Regions from separate parts of the Oryctolagus cuniculus genome. Here regions 1 and 3 are each linked to region 2. A link is a contact called in public Micro-C data. All regions are on one chromosome and are shown on one strand. Each heading gives the region's core, a stretch centred on a gene start, on an enhancer-like site or on the middle of the called end of the contact. The rest is flanking DNA. Distances are from core to core; before and after follow the strand shown. Region 1 holds the start of INTS8 (integrator complex subunit 8). Region 2 holds the start of TP53INP1 (tumor protein p53 inducible nuclear protein 1). Region 3 holds the start of CCNE2 (cyclin E2).

Evidence for each region. A called contact is a pair of places that touch in the nucleus more often than the background predicts.
Region 1: a contact with region 2 is called in a Micro-C map of ear pinna, with 6 times the contacts expected there. The contact joins the promoter of INTS8 here to the promoter of TP53INP1 in region 2. A contact is called at or near these places in 3 of 6 Hi-C or Micro-C datasets (ear pinna, psoas muscle and an unstated tissue).
Region 3: a contact with region 2 is called in a Micro-C map of ear pinna, with 5 times the contacts expected there. The contact joins the promoter of CCNE2 here to the promoter of TP53INP1 in region 2. A contact is called at or near these places in 2 of 6 Hi-C or Micro-C datasets (ear pinna and an unstated tissue).

The regions. Positions count from the first base shown.
Region 1 is chr6:120,201,672-120,204,926 of mOryCun1.1, forward strand. INTS8 (integrator complex subunit 8) reads left to right here and starts at 1,952. Exons shown (of 27, transcript XM_002710696.5): 1 at 1,952-2,288. The coding sequence starts at 2,159.
Region 2 is chr6:120,446,369-120,449,433 of mOryCun1.1, forward strand. It overlaps TP53INP1 (tumor protein p53 inducible nuclear protein 1), which reads right to left and starts at 1,527. Exons shown (of 4, transcript XM_070075326.1): 1 at 1,187-1,527. NDUFAF6 (NADH:ubiquinone oxidoreductase complex assembly factor 6) reads left to right here and starts at 1,742. Exons shown (of 8, transcript XM_051844631.2): 1 at 1,742-1,976. The coding sequence starts at 1,780.
Region 3 is chr6:120,291,111-120,294,087 of mOryCun1.1, forward strand. CCNE2 (cyclin E2) reads right to left here and starts at 1,695. Exons shown (of 12, transcript XM_070075321.1): 1 at 1,674-1,695. It overlaps LOC127490736 (a long non-coding RNA gene), which reads left to right and starts at 405. Exons shown (of 2, transcript XR_007919113.2): 1 at 405-536.

The sequences.
Region 1 (3,255 bases), core at 702-3,201, 240 kb before region 2:
AGGCCACAGCAGAGAGCTAGACTGGAAGAGGAGCAACCAGGACTAGAACTCAGTGCCCATATGGGATGCCAGCGCTGCAGGTGGAGGATTAACCAAGTGAGCCACGGCGCCAGCCCCTTTTGCATTTTTGAAGTGTTGAAAGCAGCCTGAGTATTGTGGGAGATCACCAGCAGCCCTTTAATGCGGAAACCTTTGGCAAATTATAATTCTGCAATCTTTACTTTTCTCAATGGCTGAAAGGTAGTTAGAGCTGATTATAGGCAGAAATAATAATGTACAGTGTATGGAAGTAATATGCAAATTGAAAAGTACTATGTAATATTAGCTAACATTTATCAATATTTCTAGGTGGCAGATCCTCTTTAATAGGCTTCCCTGGATTGGTTGTTGTGGGCATTTGAGGAGTGAACAAGCAGATGGAAGACCCCTCTCTGTTACATTGCCAAAGAAAGAAAGGAAGAAAGAAATCTACTAAAAAAAGAGAGGCTTATCTGTATTATCTCATTTACTTGTATTATCCTTAAGCTGTGCTTCTTAATGTTTTTTAAAAAATTATTTATTATTTTCACTTTATCTGAAAGGCAAAGAAAGAGAGAGAATCTTCCATCTTCTATCCATCCAATGGTTCACTCCCTAGATACCCACAAGAGGCAGGGCTGGGCCAGGCCAGGGTCATCTCCGTCTCCCACAGGGGGTGGCAGAGACCCAGTTATTCCAGCTGTCATCGGCTGCCTCCCAGGACACACTTTAGCAGGAAGCTGAATCAGAAGCGGAGCAGCCAGGGCTTGAACTGGGCACTCTGATGTGGGATGCAGGTGTCCCAAGTATCCTAACCACCAGTCTAAATGGCTGCCCGCTATATTTAAAAAACTGTGGCATTCCATTGCTCTGTATATAGGATAGCTATAAAAAGACTTAAAGAGCAATAAATATACCACTTATGCTAACTTTGAAATAAATATAGTGTTGAAATATTTGCAGGATTGAAGACTGCAGACTTAATGAGTTCATAAAACCTTCTATCACCCCAGCTTTACAAATATAGGCGCCTATCCAAAGTGAATGGTAGACTTGAAAGTTTACATTCTTGGGGCTGGTGCTGTGGCTCACTTGGTTAATCCTCCGCCTGCGGCGCCGGCATCCCATATGGGCACCCGGTTCTAGTCCCAGTTGCTCCTCTTCCAGTCCAGATCTCAGATGTGGCCCGGGAGTGCAGTGGAGGATGGCCCAAGTGCCTGGGCCCTGCACCTGCATGGGAGACCAGGAGGAAGCACCTGGCTCTTGGCTTCGGATCAGCGGGGTGCGCTGGCCGCGGCGGCCATTTGGGGAGTGACCCAACAGAAGGAAGACCTTTCTGTCTCTCTCTCTCACTGTCTGTAACTCTGTCAAATAAATAAATAAAAATCTTTAAAAAAAAAAAAAAAGAAAGAAAGCTTACACTCTTAACGCATTTCCCCCCTTTTCATTGTGAATAAAAAAATACAAGAACATTGCCAGTGGAGGTTAATGTAGAACAGGTTTAATAATCCTCTAGCGAGGATATCAAGAACAGTAATTAGGAGCTGAATATTGACAGCTGGTCCTGCGACACAGGGAAAGGCGGGATCGCACTGTCCGCTGTCATCAGTCCAGAAGGGGGCGGAGGCTGCTACCCACCATGGCGGAGGAAATCTTAGAAACGAAGTGCGGAAAGTGAAAGCTCACACTTTGCCTGGCTCACAACTAGAACTCGTCGTGCTTTTGTCTCCTAAGAAAACACCAAGGCCCCTTGCAACCCCAGGTGGAGTTGCTTCAGTTTCTCCCTGACGAAATCCCAGAGAACCCGGAAAGCCCACTTGCAGGTCTGCGTCACGCCGCGCCGTCTCCCAGGGCAACCGGGAGAGGGCGTGGCCCGGCAACCTGTCCCGCCCCCTTCCTACGACTCGAAGAACCATTGGTCCGGGGGCGGGACGACTGCGGTGGCGGCGGCGCAGCGAGGCGGATCCAGCTGCTAACTTTGGCTGGCTCGCGTCGCCATTTTGGGTTGTGTGAATTTCCGGGCCTTTTAGAGTGAGGCCTCTTTCCCGGAGGGTGTCGCGGACCGCAGATCTGAGGCCCGAGTCCGAGTGTCAGGTTGGAGCCAGGAAGTGTCCCTGGAGGTAGCGGCGGCGGGGGCAGGATGAGCGCGGAGGCGGCGGACCGGGAGGCGGCCACCTCCAGCCGGCCCTGCACTCCGCCGCAGACGTGCTGGTTCGAGTTCCTGCTGGAGGAGTCGCTGTTGGAGAAGCATCTGCGTAAGCCCTGCCCCGGTAAGCGGGATGCGGCTAACGGCGTTGGGGCCCCGGCCTTCCTGGAACCCCGAGTCTTTTAGGCCGCCTGAAGCCGCGGTGTGCAAGGCGTGGACGGGGCCCGAGCCCAGGCTAGAACGTCCCCGTGCGGGCACAGCCGTGGAGGGTCACAGAGAAGTTCAAAACAAAGGCCCTCCCGCCCCCCGAGGGGCGGACTCGTCGCTGTCAGCCGTCCGCGTGGGTCCTCGCCGCGTGTGTCTTGTGTTTGCTTGAGTTGGCGAGCCTGGTAGGGACGTCGTCTTTGCAGAATCCTGGGCTACATAAATTCAGAGAGGTGGGCAGCTAACAGTTGTGCTGATTTCCCGACGCGAATTAGTTGCTACCTTAGCTCCTTAGCTGTTTTGTTCCTCAGTGAGGGGAACATATTCCAAAGTTGGGCTGTATATGAAAATACTAAAATCTTTGAAAGCCAAAACTGCTGTACAGTTGTAAGATGGTTATGCTTTAGTGATGGTAATGATAAATATACTAGTGAAGGAGGCATTGTCGAGAAAGGAGGAAAACTCCAGGCATTTCTGGAACGGGGTACTGATGTGAAAGGCTAAGCTCCTTGAATAGCATTTTACTGAGTTCAGATCCAAGTGAAATAAACCAGTCCCAAAGGGACAAATATGTTCTCCCTGATCCGGGACAACTAACTGAGCACCTAAAAGGAAACCTGTTGAAGTGAAATGGATACTATGAGAAACAATGACACAATCAAAAAAAAAAAAAAAAAAAGTCCAAGTGTGGCTTGTTCAGGGTCATAGAGCAGCCTTATCTGATGGAGACACTTATCTTGTGTCTTGCCTTTTTGTTGTTGTTATTTGAAAGGCACAGTTAGAGAGAGAGGGAGAGCACTTCCATCTGCTGGTTTACTCCCCAGATGGTGACTGGTAGCACCTGGCCAGGCCAGAAGCTAGGTAGGTAGGTGGTGTCCTTTATTGGG
Region 2 (3,065 bases), core at 277-2,776:
TTCATGCACAGTTTTTACATAATATGCATTTCCCCCATGAATTTTTGAAAATCCCTAGTACATTTCAGAAAGAAAGAATCAATTTGGCTGCACCATGAAGTTTAGGCAACTCTGAGGGTGGAAGGTATCACTGGCTTCCAGGTACAGGCAGCTGTTGGGTTGGACCAGGTTAGTGGTAGCAACTAGACTCAACTCTTTTATTTGAGGAGTCCGCAGGTAGGATTAGCAAAGGAGGCCCACATATCATGTGGGCAAATATTAAAAGTTATAAATTGGGACCCGCATTGTGGCACAGTAGGCAAAGCTGCCACCTGTGATACCAGCATCCCATATGGGTGCTGGTTTGAGTTCCAGCTGTTCTGCTTCCGATCCAGCTCCCTGTTAATGGCCTGGGCAAGCAGCAGAATATGGCCCAAGTGCTTGGGTCCCTGCACCCACAATGACAGACCTGTAAGAAACTCCTGGCTCCTGACTTTGGCTTGGCCCAATCCTGGCCATTGTGGCCATCTGGGGAGTGAACCAGGAGATGGAAGACTTCTCTCTCTTTTTGACTCTCCCTCTGTAACTCTGACTTTCAAATAAATAAGTAAGGGGCCAGTGCCGTGGCTCATTTGGCTAATCCTCCGCCTGCGGCGCCAGAATCCCATATGGGCACCGGGTTCTAGTCCCGGCTGCTCCTCTTCCAGTCCAGCTCTCTGCTGTGGCCCAGGAGTGCAGTGGAGGATGGCCCAAGTGCTTGGGCCCTGCACCCGCATGGGAGACCAGGGGGAGGCACCTGGCTCCTGGCTCCGGATAGGCGTAGCTCGGGCTGTGGCGGCTATTTGGGGAGTGAACCAACGGAGGGAAGACCTTTCTCTGTCTCTCCCTCTCACTGTCTGTAACTCTACCTGTCAAATAAATAAATAATCTTTAAAATAAATAAATAAATAAATAAATAAGTCTTTACAAACAAGTTATAAATCAAGTAAATTCAAAAAACTATCTTCCCCCCTTGATAAATATGACCTGAATGATTAAGTTTAAATTGTTTTGACTCCTTAACGTCTTGGATCTTGGAGGACCTTCCTCTTCAAACAGAATTGGATCTTACCTAACTTACAATCTATGTGAATGGAGGCAGGTCAGTTTCTGCAATATTCAAGGGACTGGCACTGGACATAAAACAGGTAACAAAATAATGACCTACCCTCATGGAACTTGAGTGTAGTGGGAGACAATCAACAGGCCCGCGAGCCGCAGGTGGAGCTTGATAACGGCTTAAGGAGCTGCTCCTCTCAGGGATCTCTGTGGTTTCCTTTGTGGAGGTGCAAGGTGGATGGTGACTCCCAAAACATCTGGGAACACGTGTGGGTGGTCGGCTGGTCACCATGCCTGGGCATCCAGGTAGAGCAAACTTCCAGCAACGTGTGGGACAGTCCTTTTGGGGAGTGCCCTTGTTCAGAGACAGGGCAAGGTTTTGCCTGATGACATGCAGGACTGCCGGGACGCAAGTTTGGAGACTCCCATCTCTTCTCTAGGTGCTCCGGAGTCCCTTGCGGATGGACGTGGCAGAGATGAAACGCGAGAGGGCCCAGCCGAACTTCGGCAAGGCTTTCCTGGAATCCACAAGCTGCAGGAGCAGGGCGGCTGCCCACACGCAGAGCACCACAGCGACACCTGGCTCTCCGCAGAGCCGCGTCGGGAAGCGGCCTCTCAGGGCGCACAGTCCCGCGCCGGGACCCGAGGGGGCGTGGCTGCGCGCAGTCGGCGCGGGGTCGAAGGGCACGCGGCGCCAGCGTCATGGCGGCCTCCGGGCTGGGCTCTGCCCGGGCCGCGCAGCGGTTCGGCGTCCTTGGCCTGTGCGGCCGCCGGTCACCCCGAGACCTGTGCGTGCGCGAGCGGCGGCTCCCGGGGCCGGCGGTGTCGGGGCGGAGCGTGGCGGTGGCCAGCGGGCTGGACGCGTCGGGCTCTGAGCAGTACTGCCTGGAGCTGCTGCGGTGAGGACCTCCGGCCGGGAGGAGGAAGTGGGGCTTCGAGAACAAGCACAGGGGCCGCACAATTGGGGCAGACGTCCTTGGTCTGCCCTCGCTTGTCACTTTGCCTGAAACTTTGATTTTAACCGAATAGAGCGTTATTTGCATGCATGCATAGCCTCTTAAGTTTTCATGACAATAGTAGCCAACTTGGAGTTTTTTCCTATGGGTCCGATACTATGCAGAGTACTTTACAAGTAATTTATTTGATCCTCATTACGGATTGTGATCGGGGTTGTGAAGATGAAAGCGTATTTTATTATATGAAAATCGTAAATTAGTCTAGTGCCTCGCACATAAATGAGGCACCGCGAGTACAATGTAAGTCATTGCTATTTCACTTAGTAGACAAGGAAATGGGGCTTTAGATAGATGAGGAAGAAACTTGCCTGAGGTTCCCTAGAATAACCTGGAAGTCAAGGGCTTGAGCAATGTTTTGTTGTCCCCAGTAGCTCTGGGAAGGCCTGGCACTTGGAAGTTGCTGCTTAATCATTTATGGAGGTGGATCGATCAGTCAGGTCCCTTGGTTCGTTGAAGCAGGGGCCAGCCTTGGAATCCAGACCTAATCTGCAGACAGTGATGGCTTGGCCCCTGCGCCCTTCATTGGAAACTGGTAACAGGTCTCAAAGTACCTGAGCTCAAGGACTTCTGGGAAGTACTAGAGTAAACTGAACTACCCTGGATTTGATTGAGAAAGTCAAACAGTAGTTTTAAAATGCCATTTTAGTGAAAAGTGACATGGCACAACAACGTACACTTATTTCAGTGTTTTGTTTTTAATCACCTCTTAAACATTGTGTTCCTCCCCTATCTTATTTGTATTACTTATCTAAGATACAAGATAGCAATAGTGGAAATCAGGGCATTCAGAACTGGGTGGAGGGGAGGTGGGGTGGGGGCTGGCTGCGTGGGATAGTTTGCTAAGCCTAAGCCTGTTCCTGTGGGTTGTTTCCTGCCTGCTCCTTTTCTGATCCAGCTCTCTGCTGTGGCCTGGGAAAGCAGTGGAGGATGGCCCATGTGCTTGGGCTCTTGCATCCATGTGGGAGACCTGAA
Region 3 (2,977 bases), core at 445-2,944, 160 kb before region 2:
GCCTTCAGCGCGCGCCGATCCTTTCCCAATGGCAGCGCGGCCCCCTGCGCTCTGCTTCACCTGCCCTCACGGCAGCGGGCGGCGGAGTCACTCAGAGGCGCCTCATAAAGGGGTCCCCGCCGTCGGGCTCCTACCCCTTCCCACCGCACCTCCCGCATCTGGGGCTGTCAGGCCGCGGACGCCACGGCGTACGACGAGGCGGCGGCGGCTCGGGCGAGCATTCCGAGTCAAGTGCCCGGGGAGCGCGGTCCTGCGGTGCTCCCGGCTGTCCCGCCAAGGCCTCAGGGAACCCGGGTTTTCCTGAGAGAAGCGGGGCCGGGGAGGACCCGCCCCTTGAGGCGGAGCGCCGCTCTGGCACACGCGCTGGCCAATAGGAGGCCAGGGCGGCTGCACAACGTGGAGCGGCTGCGGATGTAAACACAGCCTGGGGCGCCGCGGGACACGTGCGCCGCGCGCCAGCCGCCGGAGCCCGGGAGCCCGGGGCCGCCTCTGCCCCGCCTCGGTGGCCACGCTCCGGGATGGCGTCTGCAGCCGAGGTACGTTCCAGCCCTGTTTTCCCGTCCCTGCTCCCCGTGGGCTGGCTTACTGCTCCCCCAGCCCGCCCCTTCTAGCAGCTGCCCGCGCGGGAAACGCTCACGCCGGCCTGCCTTTCCTCTCCTCCAAACCCGGTCCCCGCAGGACAAAACAGCTTTCGGGGACGGACAGGGATGGCATTTCCCCCTCCCGCAAGCGCGGCGGCCCCCGGGGCTCCTGCTGCCGAGAACGGTCGCCTCCACGTGCAGGCCTCGGGCCCGCCCGCCGCGCCCCGCCCCGCCGCCAGCGCGCCCTGCAGAGCCCGCGCGAGCCGCCTGCGCGGGAGGGAACCGCCCGCCTCCGAGCGCTCGCGGTTGGCGCCAGGCCCGGCGCGTTTCCTCAGCTTTCCCCCGGAGTTTAAGCTTCAGGGCCCCCAGCTCTCTCTGTGTATGCCCCCCGCCCCAAGACTGCACATCCCCGAGCGGGACGTGCGGACGGTACTCCGTCAGCGGGCTTTGCGCGCACGGCTGCAGGAACAAAGCCCCTCGGGGCGGAGGCTCCCCGGAACCCGCGGCAGCCGGGGCCGGAGGCGGTAGACCGGCGTCCGACCTCCCCGGCCCCGAGCGCGGAGCCCTTCCCGAGATGCACCAGGCGGCGGGGCTGCCCGCCCGGCCTTTGTGCTCCGGGACCTGCGCTCTCCCGGCGCTCCGGCCGGCGAGTCTTAAGCATGCTTCCCCTTTCGATACCGTTTCACGACCCCGCCAGAGGTGTTCTCTCCCCCGGTTTTACGCCTAAGGGGCTTGCCCGTGGTGATGCAGAGTGAGAAGGGGTCCTTGCCCTGTTTGCGATGGCTCCCTCTGCAGCCGTTCAGGCGCTGCGTGGAGCTCTAGCATCCTGAAGGCCAGGAAAGGGAGTCTCCCACAGGCTTGGCGTTAGCTGAGCGCCAGCGAAACTGGCGGCCTACAGAAGCTGCTGGAAATACACTGGGAGCCGGGAATGTCTGTTACCATGGTGCGGTTAGCCTCTGAGTATTGTACACCCAACTCTCTTAACAGAAACATACGTGGGTCCTCCCCTGGACTAGGATGTGCCTAGAGAGCTTTGGTGGTGAAGCAGAAATTGGGAACAATCCCAAGACAGCCCGGCGGCATCCCAAGTACCTGGTCAGACAGATGGGTCTGTAAGGAACGTGGGCTCGCCGTCTGCGCTGGTGCAGGTCACTAGATCCCTCTGAGCGCTGCTTTTCTCTGGAAAAGATGTAACAAGACACTCGTCTCCAGGGTTGTTTTAAAGGGTAAATTTGATCAGAGAGAGAGAGATGCTGTCTCCCATATGTACCTGTCACAGGGCAGATGTTCAGTAAGCGTTAGCTCCTCTTGCTTTTATCCACCCCGCTTTGCCAGTAGAAATTTAAAAGTTATTTGAAGGACTATACATGAAACAAGGCTGAGTTATAAAATTTCTGTTTCCGGAATGTTTAGTCATCCTTTATGGGTACCTACGTTAGGCATCATAGTTCAGTTTTTCACCCTTGCTTCATGTTTTCACATGTTCATTTTAAGCTTCCTCTTTTCATTGTTTTTTTTTTTTTTTAATTTATTTTATTTATTTGAAAGAGTTACAGAGAGGTAGAGACAGAGAAGTCTTCCATCTGCTGGTTCACTCCCCCAGGTGGTTGCAGTGGCAGGAGCTGTGCCAATCAGGAGCCAGGAGCTTCTTTCCAGTCTCCCACGTGGGTGCAGGGGCCCAAGGACTTGGGCCATCCTCCACTGCTGTCCCCCGCCACAGCAGAGAGCTGGATCAGAAGAGGAGCAGCCGAACTAGAACCGTGCCCATGTGGGATGCCGGCGCCTCGAGCCAGGGTGTTCACCCACTGTGCCGCAGCACCGGCCCCTTCACTCAGTTTTAAAACTCACCTACTTTGGAATACCTGAAATTCTTTTATACTTGCAATAATTTCAGAAAATGTTTAACACTTTCTAAAGTACCTTTTTCCTATTGTACAAGCAAAGTTAAAACATCATGTTGAATAAACTGTTGACCATGTGTGTCTTTTGGGCAGTTATTTGATTGCCCCCACAGTATTTCTGGGGGAAGAAAAACGAGATTCTTGGAGACATAGGTTTAAAAAGACAACCAGGGCCAGCGCCGCGGCTCACTAGGGTAATCCTCCACCTTGCGGCGCCGGCACACCCGGTTCTAGTCCCGGTCGGGGCGCCAGATTCTGTCCCGGTTGCCCCTCTTCCAGGCCAGCTCTCTGCTGTGGCCAGGGAGTGCAGTGGAGGATGGCCCAAGTATTTGGACCCTGCACCCCATGGGAAACCAGGATAAGTACCTGGCTCCTGCCATCGGATCAGCGCAGTGCGCCAGCCGCGGCGGCCACTGGAGGGTGAACCAACGGCAAAGGAAGACCTTTCTCTCTGTCTCTCTCTCTCACTGTCCACTCTGCCTGTCAAAAAAAAAA